2 separate regions of the Sus scrofa genome follow, and region 1 is linked to region 2. The links are chromatin contacts, called in public targeted proximity ligation maps. All regions are on one chromosome and are shown on one strand. The core of a region is the stretch at or near the end of the contact, and the rest is flanking DNA. Distances in the headings are between cores, read along the strand shown. Region 1 has its middle 96 kb from the start of SSPN. Region 2 overlaps ITPR2 (inositol 1,4,5-trisphosphate receptor type 2).

The links.
Region 1: a targeted proximity ligation map of skeletal muscle shows a contact between it and region 2, with 2.5 times the contacts expected there. A contact is called at or near these places in 2 of 2 datasets of targeted methods (alveolar macrophages and skeletal muscle).

The regions. Positions count from the first base shown.
Region 1 is chr5:47,512,282-47,514,981 of Sscrofa11.1, forward strand. No RefSeq gene overlaps it. Among named protein-coding and RNA genes, the nearest start is that of SSPN, 96 kb to the right of the region's middle.
Region 2 is chr5:47,058,187-47,060,886 of Sscrofa11.1, forward strand. The region is part of intron 10 of ITPR2 (inositol 1,4,5-trisphosphate receptor type 2); the gene reads left to right. Among named protein-coding and RNA genes, the nearest start is that of ITPR2, 120 kb to the left of the region's middle.

The DNA.
Region 1 (2,700 bases), core at 195-2,694, 450 kb after region 2:
GGGAATCAAACCCACGTCCTCATGGATGCTAGTCGGGTTCATTAGCCACTGAGCCATGACAGGAACTCCCTGATTCTGTTTATTTGTGTAGTGATGAAGGCCTGGATTTTCATGTCAAATCTCACCCCATATCCTTAATTTGCTGTAAACAAATTTTGTTTTAAATTCATGTGAAGTAAAACGTAAAGCTATGGTTCTCATTTCAAATGAGGGGCTCAGTCATCTGCCCCAAAACATTTGGTTGTCTCCATAAAGTTAATGAAGCAAAACCTCAGGAAGAACAAAAACCATGGCCCTGGCCAGTGTGCCTTCAGTCTCCCCTCCTGGTCCCACAGCAGCCATCACGCCATGTTACTCATGCCCGCTGACCTCGGATGTGGTCTCAGAATTGCAGCCAAGGTTGTGGAGTCTGGCCCAGAACAAGGGAAAGCAGGTGAGCATCTCTGGTCACAAGTCTCCTGTCTATCTAGGTGTGCTACACGCCGTGTTGGTCAGGGGTAGAGATGGTTCTCACGGGGATGAGCAGAAGCATGCTCGATCAGAGGATGCCAATCCACATTTGCTCCTGATTGGCCCCTAAGAACTTGCTTCTCTGTTTATGCTCATACAGCTTGGACTTCTTCCCTCACCTCCCTGGATATCACTGACTTTGTTCCTGCTCTCCTGAAGGCCAGGTCTGTCCCTCTGTGGTGCACAGCTCTGCTTCTCCCCTGGCATCCATTTAACTCCAGACCTCCCTCCAGATGCTCACGCAGTGCTGCTTTTCTCCCCTGAACATAGGTCTCAGGCCTTCCCCGACAACCCACTGCTTTCTGCTACTCCTCCTGGGCAGAGCCTGCTGTGGCCTTAGCAGGCAGCCACTCTCCGCTGTCCTCACCTGGTCTGATTAACCCAGTTCTGGGAAGCTGCTCTGTGGGGCCCAGCCTGGCCTGCCCTGGCCTTGTCCGGCCTTGGCACTGGGGGGAGAGGAGGTCTTCGAAACCCACAGCTTTCCTCAAGGGACAGCCTGTACCTGAGTCAGCCCACGCCAAAAAGGCAGTCTCCTCTTCCTTTTCTGGATTTGTGGTTCACTCGTTATTCCTCAAGCCTACCACAGTTGCCTTGGCAGCAACACACCCTGGGGCCTGCTGGGAAAATTCCACACTCCGATTTGGCACCTGTTCCTGGGAGCAGACAGGCCTGAACTGCTGGCGAGGGAGGCAGGCATGATAAATTAGATACTGAACTGATCAGGAGTCCCTTTCCATGACAGTGGCCTGCAAAGCAGTGTTAGGGAAATGGCTTCTTTTCTTTCTTCTGTGAGCAATAAATCCCTGGGCCCCAGGACGGCCTCGACTTGGCAGGTTGACACCCGGATGATTTCTGATGGCCTACGTGCCGACCGCAAGGCAAGCCTGAGCACTGCCAGCTCAGCCCCCACAGAGAATCCCTTCTCTGGGGATGAGAGGTGCCGTTCCAAACCCCAGCGAGCTGGAATGTGTCCACCCCTACCCCTTGCATGCAGCTACAGAGAAGAGTGGTCAGCCGAAGCAGAAGAGCAGAGGCATGGCCTGTCTGTGCGGGAAATGTGAGTATGTGCTCTGAAATCTGAGACACGAAGGGAAATGTGGCCACGGAAGAGCTGTGGTTCCAACACTGATAAAAATGTTCCAAAATCCTGCTCTGTCATATGCTTGATTACACTGATGCTCAGGATGACAAATGAGGTTCCATCTTAATTACAGCTTGGGAGAGGATGCCTAGACGGTTCTTTGACTTCTGTTTTATTCTGTCCATTCCAAAAGAGCTACTTCCAAAAAGGAAGGAATGAGGAGACATAAATAACACTCCATGGACTGTCTCCTTTGCTCCGGAAAATCCCCTAAAAGGTTAATGTTGCGTCTCATGCTTCTGGGCACGTGTGGGTCACATGCTGGGAGCTGGGAAGCAGCTCCAGACTCCTGCTGTGGTGATGCCCAACCAGGCGGAGAGAGGAGGATACCAGGCAGCGCAGACGCAGGCTTTGGTCGGCCAGCGTTGACTGCAGGGTTACATCCATGACTAGCAATCACATGAGAGAATGCTCCATTTCCTTCCCTGGGAGAAGGCTGGAGTGAAAGAGGGAAGGGCAGAGTGATTATAAGGTTTTCAAGGTGTTGAGAAGGGAGAAAACCCCTCAGACAGTGAGGAGACAGAAGCCACTGTCTGCTTCAGGTGATGCTGGAAGCATCAGAATCCCCCAGGAAAGGGGGCACTTCCATTCTTGGCTTGGCACGTGATAAATTTCCAGGGCCAACATCCTGACCAAGCCATTCTGTGGCAAAGAGAAAGGAGAGGAGGAAACAGATCAAACCCCACTGGAGACTGTCTCATGGGAAAAAGCCAAATAGCTGAGTTACTCTATTTCCCTGTAGTCAGAGCCCAAGCCTTCCCACAACTTCACAAGCAGTAAGAGGCCAGGGGACTTGGCCAGAGTCTTTTTTTTCTAAGGGGCAGGAAGTGGCTACCTCCTACTAGAAGGTGTGGATTCCTTTGGTGAGGAAGTCAGTGGAGAAGGTATAGAACTCACCCCGAAAGTGCTAGAGACGGTGCAGAGAATGCAGAGAATGCAGCAGGAGCAGGTTGGAGACAAATATGACTTTAAAAGCATCTGCCCTAAGCAGGCTTATGCAGAAAGGGACCAAGGCCTCTGAGGGTAAGAAAAGCAACAAGATGGGGTTA
Region 2 (2,700 bases), core at 90-2,589:
AGGCTGTTCTCCAAGTCCATGAGTTTTTTCTTTTCTATAGAGAGGTTCATTTATGTCACATATTAGATTAGAGAAAGAAAATATCATATGGTATTTGTCTTTCTCTTTCTGACTTATTTCACCTAGTGTGAAAGTCTTCAGTTCCATCCATGTTGCTGCAAGTGGCATTTTATTCTTTTTCATCGCCGAGTAGTATTCCATTGTGTATATATACCACATCTTCGTTCATCTGTCAATGGACATTTAGGTTGTTTCCATGTCTTGGCTATTGTGAATAGTGCTGCAATGAACATAGGGGTGCATGTATCTTTTTTCGATGAAAGTTTTGTCCAGATATGTGCCCAGAAAAAAACAGAATTTTTGGTCTCAGAGTTTTTGGTATTACTTATCTACCTTTGGTTTTGGATGTGAGGGAGGGTAAGGGAGTGGGGGTGGGGAAGTGATGAGAAAAAGGTTGTGGAAACACAAAGTTTCTATAAACATGCTAACCCTAAAATAGAACTCAACCCCATGACCCTCTCCATTATGTTAATCTGTGATAATTTTCTTTATAGTACTTCCCACTGTCTCACTTATTGTGTGTTTTATTTTATTGACGTTCTCTGTCAGAATGAACACTCCACAAAGGCAGGTTTTTTATTTTTTATTTGTTTTTTGTAACATTACCACTGTGTCCCCAGCACCTCGGACAGTGCCTAATACTTAAAAAGCATTTGGTGACTATTTTTGAATGAACAAATTGAATACGAAGAAACTATTCAGTCTTCTATAAACTTAGAGGATGGGAAGAAGAAAAATTTGAAATTTATATACTTGGGCAAATTAATCTCACTAAGTTCCCATTTCCTCCCCCTGGAAAATGAAGATAATCACAATGCTTGTGTAATAAGACTATTAAGAGAATGAAATGAGGTCAAGTGCTTGGCATGATGTGTAATCATTGTAAACATCTGGTAAGGGATGCCAGCATGACTAATTTTATTAGATGATAAATAGAGATGGTCCTTACTTTTAAAAATATCTGACTCATTTTTAGTGAATCCACTCAATGAAATGAAATAGAGCTTTGCAATTTATGGGCTGTTTATACCATGAATGTTCTGAAGGGACGTCTTTGAAGAAGTAGCTCTTTGAAAAATTAAGCAGTAAGGTAGAGAATCTTGTCTGAATTAAGACTTAGAAGTCTACTGGATATTCTATAAAAGACTAGAAATTAGAATTAAAATTCTCTTGGGAATGGTAGAAAATTCTACCTTTGGAAGAGGATGCAATGAAGGTATAGGGAAGGGTATCTCCTTGATGGATGAGTAAGGCAGATTGGGAAGAAGTGAAGTATGTTCAGGCAATGAGGACAAGGAGCTGTGTGGCCTCATACAAACTAGTGTCATGTGGCTAATTCATGTGTTATCACACATAAGATGTGTGTGAGTTTGGAAGTGATGCTTGAAGGTGAGAGGGGAGTAGTGGAGCTAGAAAGGTCGGGCTGCTGGTTTTTTCAGACCATAAATATTAAGCCAAGGAGAATGGGTTTTATCTTTAACAGAAAGAGCAGGGTACTAAGGAATTTCTGTTCAAAGAGGACCACTCCAGAGTGGCACTGGAGTGTCACCACCAGTGACATGTTGACTACTGGAAATTAATGTTCTTAAAATTAAGTAAAATTAGAAAGACCGGCAGCCTGAGAAGTGAGAGAAGCAGCTGGAAGGTCAAATGGGCTGAGTCACAGATGCCAAGCAAGGGAAGATAGAGTTTCAGTACGAAGGGAGTGTGCCCGAAAAGGTCAAGAACAAAATGTCTTTACAGCATTTGGCAAGAACATGATTATCTGTGACTTCGCTGAGAGCGTTTTTTAGTGGAAACTAGAACGCAGTGGGGTGGAGGAAGGATCAGGAAGTGGAAGGAAGTGTGGACAGAGTTTTAGTATAATAATGGCTGCAAAAGGGGAGAAACAGTAATAAAAGGAGTGGAAGAGTCCTATTAGATTTTTATAAAGTATTTTTTATTTTATTTTTTACTGTAGATGTTTTTATTATGCTAAAATATGCATGACATAAGCCTCACCTTTTCAGCAATTTAAAAAAAATTTATATTTATTTTTTCGCTATAGCTAGTTTACAGTGTTCTGTCAATTTTCTACTGTACAGCATGTAGACCCAGTTACACATACATGTATAGATCCATCCGAAGTGATTATGATTTTTATAAAGTTTTTTTAAAATGTAAGATGGCTGAGCTGTTTGGGTGTGAAAGGGAGGACCCTATCAGAGGGCAGGATTTGGTAGCATATTACTCTCCCCCCTGCCCCCAGCTTTTCCACTCTCAACACACCTATTTGTAATTTGGAATATTAATTTAATATGCTTGAGGCATTCTTGGGAAATTGGATGATGTAATTCTTGAATTGCCTTTGCATTTGTGGTGTTTATATTGGCCAGAGTGGCAAAGAGAGTTTAGTGCAATGGGAAGAAAAGCCCCAAGTATACATACACTCACAATCTCTCTGCCTTTAAGCAGATTTTTAAGCTTTCTGAAGCCCAGTTCCCTTGTGTGTAAAAAAGGTGACAATATCTGTTCTATGGGATTGGTAGCAATTAAAGAATATGTGAGTTTTCAGCGCCTTGTACATAGAAGGTATTTGGGAAGGGTTAAGTCCCTTCACTTTCAATGGGAGGAAGGGGACAGAAAATGTGAAGTAGTGTT